Regions from separate parts of the Ovis aries genome. Here region 2 is linked to region 1. The links are chromatin contacts, called in public Hi-C maps. All regions are on one chromosome and are shown on one strand. Each heading gives the region's core, a stretch centred on a gene start, on an enhancer-like site or on the middle of the called end of the contact. The rest is flanking DNA. Distances are from core to core; before and after follow the strand shown.

Region 1 (4,800 bases), core at 1,666-4,165:
TAGTTTGTAGCCGCAGAACAGAGAGTGGTTAACTAGTTAGAACTGAATCAGATCTGTACTTGTGAGTTAATTACTAGAAATTAATTAACATGATCTACATAAAAATGTTTGTCTTATCTTGAGGAGAGCCAGGATTTTAAGTTAGAATTATATTTTCCATGAATTTATGTATTAATTGTACTTAACATTCCATTTATTAGCTAATTTTTATATAGTAATTTAAGAGATTATTATTTCTAAATGGCTTCTCTTTTAATTAAAACAATTTCACTTAGTTTTTGCAAACTTGTAAGTGAATTTTTTGGCCTCTTGTAAAATTGTTTTCTCTTTTTGTTTTTAACAAGGTGTAGCTGATATACAATATTGTTTCAATATTATGTTTATGTTGAACATAAAATTACTAGTCTTCTTGTTTCACTTTTATAGACTAAATAACTGAAGTATCTAATTTTCTTTAAAAGTTTTAATTTCTAATGGAAACGTATCTTATTTAATGTTCTCTTCTGGATTCTCTCATTCTGATTTATTATGGGAATTGACCTTTATATTCAATGAGTTACTGATAACCTGGTGAGGGTGGAGGAAGGAACCCATTTGGACTGGGATGAAGGAAGAATATGAAAAAGAAGAGATGATACCTGTAGATGCTATTCCCATAAAATTTTCTGGAAAGCCGATAATTTCATACGCTCTTAAGCTTAGAATTTCATATGCTCATGGCAGAGGTTTGGTAGAGAAGGAGTTCCAGGAACAATTTAACTCAACAACAAAGGAGCCATTATCTATGTAAGGTATGTTGGATGCTCCCTTCTTCAAAAGTACTAAATCTCAAATCTTAAGTGCTTGGCATGTAGTCAATCCAGTGTGCAGATCAGATGAAATGGGGAAAATGGTAAATTTACAAACATAGGGAGAAACAGTACCAGGTGCCACTGTAGGAAAGAAAATGTAAGAAAAAGGAATGATAAATCACCTCTGCTTGAATTAAGTAGGCAGGGCTTCATGGAGAAGGCATCTGAGGAAGTTACTGTTTGGGGCTCTGTAAGTTATGTCATACTGTTCATGGGGTTCTCAAGGCAAGAATACTGAAGTGGTTTGCCATTCCCTTCTCCAGTGGACCACATTCTGTCAGCCCTCTCCACCATGACCCGCCTGTCTTGGGTGGCCTCATGGGCATGGCTTAGTTTCATTGAGTTAGACAAGGCTGTGGTCCTAGTGTGATTAGATTGACTAGTTTTCTGTGATTATGGTTTCAGTGTGTCTGCCCTCTAATGCCCTCTTGCAACACCTACAGTCTTACTTGGGTTTCTCTTACCTTGGACGTGGGATATCTCTTCATGGCTACTCCCGTTAGAACTAGACATGGAACAACAGACTGGTTCCAAATAGGAAAAGGAGTACGTCAAGGCTGTATATTGTCACCCTGCTTATTTAACTTCTATGCAGTGTACATCATGAGAAACACTGGGCTGGAAGAAGCACATTGCTGGGAGAAATATCAATAACCTCAGATATGCAGATGACACCACCCTTATGGCAGAAAGTGAAGAGGAATTAAAAAGCCTCTTGATGAAAGTGAAAGTGGAGAGTGAAACAGTTGGCTTAAAGCTCAACATTCAGAAAATGAAGATCATGGCATCTGGTCCCATCACTTCATGGGAAATAGATGGGGAAACAGTGGAAACAGTGTCAGACTTGATTTTGGGGGGCTCCAAAATCACTGCAGATGGTGACTGCAGCCATGAAATTAAGTTATAGTCAAAAGCAGATACATTACTTTGCCAACAAAGGTCCTAGTCAAGGATATGGTTTTTCCAGTGGTCATGTATGGATGTGAGAGTTGGACTGTGAAGAAAGCTGAGCACCGAAGAATTGATGCTTTTGAACTGTGGTGTTGGAGAAGACTCTTGAGAGTCCCTTGGACTGCAAGGAGATCCAACCAGTCCATTCTAAAAGAGATCAGCCCTGGGATTTCTTTGGAAGGACTGATGCTAAAGCTGAAACTCCAGTACTTTTGCCACCTCATGCGAAGAGTTGACTCATTGGAAAAGACTCTGATGCTGGGAGGGATTGAGGGCAGGAGGAGAAGGGGACGACAGAGGATGAGATGGCTGGATGGCATCACGGACTCGATGGATGTGAATCTGAGTGAACTCCGGGAGTTGGTGATGGACATGGAGGCCTGGCGTGCTGTGATTCATGGGGTTGCAAAGAGTCAGACGAGACTGAGCAACTGAACTGAAGTTATGTCAAGTCTTCATAAGGAGGCCTGATTATGTCTCACAGTGATGTTTTCATGTGCGTGCATGCCTGTCTCCAACATTGGACAGGATATAGAGGGTGCTTGGGACAGAGCAATTAGTCAATATTAAGTCACTATGGCTGGGTGGTCACTAGTGGTAAAGAACCTGCCTACCAATATAGGAGATATAAGAGACATAGGTTCGATCCTTGTCGGGAAGATCCCCTGGAGAAGGAAACGGGAACCCACTCCAATACTCTTGCCTGGAAAATCCCATGGACAGAGTAGCCTGATGGGCTACAGTCCATGGGGTCGCAAAAAGTTGGACAGGATTGAAGTGACTGAACTGAACTGAAGTGACTTGGCGCACATGCATGATAAATACAGTAAATGCTGTCTGGATGAGTGAGTAAAAGAGTGAATGCATGTATACATTAATAAGTGGCAGTGAGCTCCTCAAGGGTGGTGGGCCTTGAACCTCGATCTCGCTGCGGGTACCCTTGTGCAATCCTGCCAGTTTGCCAGGCGCTCTAATTTCAAGGAGCAGTCTCCACCGCCAGCGTGGCGGGGGCGGGGTTCCAAACCTCCGCCTGGGAGTGCCCACTCCGGGCGGTAGGGGGCGCCGGCGCGCGGCCGGGCGAGTCCCCCGGCACCACCCGCGCGAAGCCGGACCAGTGTCTACGCCATGCGCGCGCTGCTGCCGCTGCTGCGCACCAGCTGGGCCTGGCCCGTGGGCGCCGCCGCCGCTGCCGCCGCCCGCCTGCCGCGGGGAGCGAGCGCAGGGCCCGGGCCGCGTCGGACCATGGCCCTGTACCGCACGGAGGAGCGCGGCCAGCCCCACTCTCCCGATTACCGCCTCTTTTTCAGTAAGTAGCTCGCGGGAGGCCCGCCGCGCGTCGCACCGGAGGTTGGGGATGGGAGCGTGGCCTCCATCCCTGCGTCCGGCGGGCACAGCGCGGTCGCCGCGCGGTCCAGGCCACGTTCCCGCACGCGGGGCCCCGCGCCGAGCCGCGGGAGCCGCCTGCGAAGGGAGCCAAGTCCGCAGTCACGGAGCGCAGGGACGCAGGGCGGCAGGCGGGGCCGCGCCGGGTCACCCTGAGCGGGGGCCGCCGTCACCTGCCTGGGCCCGCAGCCGTTAGCCCGGCCCCCGCCGGCGTTCCGGATTCAACTGTGGTGAACCGAGTTCCCGGGTCAGCCCGCCCTCCGGGTGGGCGTAACAAGGCTTTTCCGGCTAGGGCCGCTGGCGATTGGAGAGGCAGGCGGGACTCGGCGATGCTTGGTCCAGCTGTTCTTTTATGGGGCGGGGCTCTGATGAAGGCTCTCTCAGCAGCCTGAATTTATACTCGCGAGTTTGCACCTTGAATGTGATCCACGATCAAGGACCTCGTTTGTTCCAAAGTAACCCCTTCTTCTCCCCAAATTGAGCAAATCCAGAGGGCGAAGCGACTTAGGACCTTGACGTGGCCAGCTAAGATGGGAAAGACCCAGGTCTCCCTTAGTCTCACTTTTTTTTTTTTTTGGCACCTGTATGTTTCACTGTGGAGGTTAGCTATGATGTGAAGCAGCGAGGTTGGTTGAGTTGCTGTCATCCCTCACTGATCTGAGAGCCCCAAGGGGAATAGTACCTTTTTTTTTTTTTTTTGTGAAGTTGTCCTTGCCTTGCTGCTGCTGCTGCTGCTGCTGCTGCTGCTGCTGCTGCTAAGTCGCTTCAGTCGTGTACGACTCTGTGCGACCCCAGAGACGGCAGCCCATCAGGCTCCTCTGTCTCTGGGATTCTCCAGGCAAGAACACTGGAGTGGGTTGCCATTTCCTTCTCCAGTGCATGAAAGTGAAAAGTGAAAGTGAAGTCGCTCAGTCATGTCCAACTCCTAGCGACCCCATGGACTGTAGCCTACCAGGCTCCTCCGTCCATGGGATTTTCCAGGCAAGAGTACTGGAGTGGGGTGCCATTGCCTTCTCCACGGCCTTGCCTTACCGTCCACCAATTAGGAATGCCAACTCTAGAGACTTTGGGTCTCAGTTCGAATCTGGATTCTTTAGCTCTTAACTATGTGATCCTGGACGAGTTTCCAAACTTGCTGAGCCTTGGTTTTTATCATATGTAAAGTAGGGCTGTAAGAATTACATGGCATAGTGTATTAGTCACAGCATCTAGAATATAAGTTATGTTGTTAATACTTGTGATCATTTTTGATACCTGTAATTTACAAAATGTTTACACGTTTCCTACTTGAGCCTAGGGTGGAGGTGTATTTTATAGGAGAGAAGACTCAATTTGCATAGTTTTGTGGTTACTGTCTTTGGGTTGGAGGATGCCCTGGAGCAGGAAATGGCAACCCACTCCAGTGTTCTTACCTGGAGAATCCCATGGACAGAGGAGCCTGGTGAACTACAGTCTATGGAATCACAAGGAGTCGGACACGACTGAGCAACTGAGCACCTGAGCACACAGGCATGTGGTCATAAGGCAGCTGATACTAAAATTCCCGTTTTCTTTAAACTTTTCTCCATATTCTTTTCCATCCTTATTTGGTCAAGGCTAATGAAGTAGAGCGGAG
Region 2 (4,800 bases), core at 1,021-3,520, 320 kb after region 1:
ACAACGATTAAACTTAACTGCTTTCCATAGATCAAAATGTAGAGTTACAAAGTGAATTACTAAGAACAAGTAGTTTTGGAGATGTGATTTATGGAGCAATGTCCATTATTGTGTTTTCCCCCCAACCATCTTTTAATTGTATACATGACTTCTAAACTTGTTTGACTTTCCAATCCTTCACTAACATTTCTCTGTTTAATAGCATTAAAATATCAGTATTTATTATGTTGAAATGTATATTCTACTTCAAACCTATTATGTAACACACAGCAAACAAGGAAAAGAATATAACTCCCCTCCAGTATTTCGACTTTCCATTAAAATGCAAATATAATGATTTCATTAGCCAGGCAACAATACCCACAGCCTTAAATCAAACCAAACCATAGCCAGTATCTTTCCTATACACACTTCCAACTGTCCCTAAGATAGAATCTTACTTTTATGTTGGATCATTTATTGATGAATATTTTTGGATTTGGATTTGCCATTATCTATCCCTGACTGGAGAAAGAAAAGCATGATGTATGAGTCGAGATTTTTAAACTGTGGCTGTATTCTACTCCCTAGACAGGCAAATATAAAAATATTTAACTAAATTTTAAACGACTGGAAAATGACCCCTTTTCAATTCCTAAACAGTACAAGGAGGAGGAGAAAAACTCACTCAATACCATTAAAAGTATGTCATGAGGGCAACAGCCTGTAAATTTCACTTATATTTCGCACTCGACCTTCCCAGCAGTCTATCCAGCCCACACTTTATTTTGCCACAGATAGAAAACTCTCCATAGAAACTTAGCCTAGTATCACTAGAAAAGCGGCCTCCATGAAAAAGATTCATCAAGAGTCATGTATGAGTGAAGGAAGAAGGAGAAAAAGAAGAACGGGAGGAGAAAAGGGAAACACAGAGAAAGGCAGAAAAAAGACCAGAGAACTGCGAAAAAGACAAATTTGCACGAGACTGCTAGAAATCTGCTCTCTGCTTCTCCGTTTCTTCACTGGGATTGGGTTTCATTTCTTTCTGCGCCCCTGACCTTGCCGTCTTCCAACTCTCCACTCTCCCCCCGTCCCCGCGCCCGCCCGTCTGCCCCCTCCCCCGGCCTGCGCCTGCCTTTGTGTCTGCCTGTCACTTACCGGCGAACCCGACGAAGCTGATTTGGGAGAAGCACAAAGCCAGGACACAGATTTGCCCACAAATGCTCTCACACACGTTCCCCCACGCTGGAAGGGACAGCCCATCGCAGAGCTGATGCACCTTGAGAAAAGTGGGGTTCGGGTCTTGTGTGGGGAAGCCGAGAAACTATTCTTTTCCTCTCTCGGCTCCGCAGCGCTAACAAAACACGCGTACTTCAGCGGGGAAAGAAAAAACAAAAAACACAACAACCCCCGACCGAGTAGACTCCTGTTCCACTCGCTGTGACACTCGCTGAGCGCGGCCCCCCGAAAAGGGGACACGGGGCAGGCAGAAGGGGGCGGACGCAAACGCACACTCAGATCCAGACCCCCAGCGCAGAAAAGGGTCGAAACCCACTCGGTCCGTGTGCTCCCCAGGGGTGGGTGAGGATAAACCCGGGGCTCGTCTGCCTTCCACCGAGGGAGGGGGGTGGGGGAAGAGTCAAGGAAAAAGTCGTGCCCCCCGACAGCTGCACTAGTTTAGAAAGGAAAGCAGAGAAAAATCACTTTCCGGAGGCTAAAAGGCCGGGAAAGCGGCCGGCCGGACTCACAAAGCTAAGTTTTCTGGGTGAGGAGGGCACGAGCATTAACTAACAGGAGAGAGAGCACACACAACTACAGGTTTAAAAGGGGGGTGGGGGGAATTAAAACTATATTTGTCAGCCATGTTGAAGAGGCTCCAGTAATTTGTGAAGCTTCCCTTCTTCCCTCTCGGTTCTTCGCGGGTGACACTGCAGGCTTTGCGCCCCAGCCCCTGCGAGCCCGAGAGAAAGCGAAGGGGAGAGGAAGGGGAGAGTTTCGCGGCGTAAGAGAAGCGCTCTGACCTCGGTCTCGTCCCTCAGCCTTGCAGCGATCCAGCAGTTTGCAGTCGGGTCTCCTTTCTAACAAATCCTAAAGGGCAGCCATCTTGCTTCCTTCTGCTTCTCTACGAAAGCAGCCTAGCCTCCGCATCAATATTCATAAGGCAGTTTGACGTCTGTTCTCATCACCCGGCGGGGCTGGCGTCTCGGGGCGGCCGCGGCGAGGGGGCGGACGTGACTCGCATGCGAGCCGGGCCTGGGCGCGCGGCGCTCGCGAGGAGGAGGCGGCGGGGCCGCCCGAGCTCTGGCCGAGGCCGCCGCCGCCGCTCTCCGCCTCCGCCTCCTCCCGCTTCTCCGCCTCCTCCGCCCCGCTTCCTCCTCCTCCTCCTCCTTCCCCTCCGCCCCGGACACCGCCTTCTGCGCCCGGGCCTCCACCGCCGCCCCGGGGCTCTCGGCCCGGACTCCCCGGGAATTGGCTCCCCGCCCCGGGGCTCCCAGCGCGGAAGCCGGCGGCACCTGGGCCCGAGCGCAGGGGCGCGCGCTCGAGGCTGGGACTGCGGAGCCAGGCAGGGGAGCAGTGCGCCCGGGGGAGCGCGGGGGAAGGTCCGGACCCCGGGGCCCTTGCACGGGGTCGCCACCCAGCTGGAGGCGTGGGACTGGAACCACGGGGGAGGTGGGGTGCGTCCCTGGCAGGAGGATGCGAGACCCCAGCTGAACCTTTTAAACTTTTTTTGGTATCGTACCCACCGCGACCTTAGGGTAGATGCGCACCTCCCCAGTCCCCAGTGTCCGCGCATCCGCCCCGACTCCCACCTCCTGGCAGGTACCCCCGCGCACGCCCCGGAGCGCACCCACCTTCGCCCGCTCAGGCCCGCACCCCAACCTCTGGTAGGTCCACTCGCCCCGCCTCGCCCCCCGCTTTGGCATCCCCTCCACACGGTCGTTTTCATCTCGCTCTGCAGAAGCACCCCCCAGTTTCTCAGAGGGCATGCCCTTAGTGCTTTAGGGGCCTGTAGTCTGAAAGACTCGACAAATTAGGAAATTGAGCGAGGCCCGCTTCTCACCGCCCCAGCCCACCTTCTGTTTACTTTGGCCACGTGGGCTGAGAGAAGGATTCACGCAGATCCGAGAGGACTTTCTCAACAGTGACTCTTCTCCCTAAATTCGGTCGTAAGAAATAAACCTGCAATTTCAAATGGTTACGTTTACTTGCGTAAGAGCCTCTATTTTGCAAAAATGCCCAGCCTTATAATTAAGTGATGAAGAAATCAACCTGTAAAGAACTAAACTCGAATGACGGACTCTCGATTTTCCCTGACGTTCGGGATTCTATAATCATTCGCATCCGTGGACAGTTTTTCTTTTCTGTTGCCGAGTAGACTTTTAATGCTTTTTTGAAAAGAATAATCATGTTGAAGATGAGATAAAGAACAAAGCCCATGTGAATCGTTATATCAGATTGATAGTTTTTGAGATTCGCCCTCTATTAGACGTTCTCACGTTACTGGCATTCAAATTTTAGATAGATTTTTGGGGGCACATCCGTTTTGGGATCGCTACATTGTGATCGGATCGCTACATTGTGACCAGGCTATTCTTAAGTCAACACAAGATATTTTGTATAGCTCACATTTTTTGTCTGTAATTTCTTTAGAAGTGAAGGCTTTACCTAATTTTATGAGATCGGAATATTTCCTCTTTGAAAAGGCGTTTAAAAGGGAACTCTTTGTGTGTTACATTGTTGCGAAGAAGAGCGTTTAAAGTGTGTTCCAATGAAACATTGTTTATTCCACTTTGAGACAAAGTTGACTTCGACTTCTGGTTTCGAACTTGTCTAAGCAAGATCATTCGTTTCCCTAAGCATTCATGTAAAATGAATTTCCATCTTTTTTAACTGCACACGAATGTGTCTTTGAAGTCTTGGTAATTGCTAATGAGCTGTAAGCTGTTTAAGAGGTGCCTTGTAATTTGTTTTTCAAGTCCCAAAAGTAAAGTTTCCTGAAGACTGTGACCTACCTTTGTGTCCAGCACAAAACAGCAGAATTGTGGAAAACATGGGCTTTGGAGTCAGACAGACCTAGATGGATCCTGACTCCACCCCTTACTAAATGTGTGACCTTGAGTATAGTACTTTTTGTGTATCCTCCTCTGTCAAGTATGAAGTGGTAGTCTTTCAGTGGTGCGCTACTCTTGGTGATTCCATAGACTGTAGCCTGCCACGCTCTTCTGTCCATGGAATTCTCCAGGTAAGAGTCCTGGTTGCCTTTCCTTGCTCCAGGGGATCTTTCCTGGGTCTCCTGTGTTGCAGGCAGATTCTTTACTGTCTGAGCCACTAGGGAAGCTCATGTTAAAACAGTGTGTTGTGAGAATTGAATATGACACCAAGTGCCCAGGTAGTTATTATTAATACTATTACCAATCATAAACTCTCTACTTCCAGGAGTTTTTCTTGCTTGACTAGAAGTATATACGTAAATATATGTCTTCCTACATTGAATAACATGCGGCAAATATTGTACTGACATGACTTTGATATGACTACCTGAATGCTCCCTTACTTATGTATATGATAATTGGGGAAATGATCTGTAGGGTCACCTCCTTCTCATTTATCTTTTAAACACCTCCCTCTCTGTGTGTTGTAACAGGTGGTTCTTGTCTGTCTGGAATCACACTTGACTTGCAGTTGGTTTTGCGACAGGCCCTGAACCTTTTCTTGCCAACTTCTCTGCACTCCACCCCACCCTTAACCACCATGACATTTTGTTAATTTGAAAGAAAATTCCTTACTCCTCTTGGCTATTGTGACTTTTCAACAGCAAAA

The links. A called contact is a pair of places that touch in the nucleus more often than the background predicts.
Region 2: a contact with region 1 is called in a Hi-C map of liver, with 4 times the contacts expected there. The contact joins the promoter of TET2 here to the promoter of PPA2 in region 1. A contact is called at or near these places in 2 of 16 Hi-C or Micro-C datasets (hypothalamus and liver).

The regions. Positions count from the first base shown.
Region 1 is chr6:20,089,330-20,094,129 of ARS-UI_Ramb_v3.0, forward strand. PPA2 (inorganic pyrophosphatase 2) reads left to right here and starts at 2,916. Exons shown (of 11, transcript XM_060417551.1): 1 at 2,916-3,108. The coding sequence starts at 2,928.
Region 2 is chr6:20,412,718-20,417,517 of ARS-UI_Ramb_v3.0, forward strand. It overlaps TET2 (tet methylcytosine dioxygenase 2), which reads right to left and starts at 2,271. Exons shown (of 10, transcript XM_060417553.1): 1 at 2,001-2,271.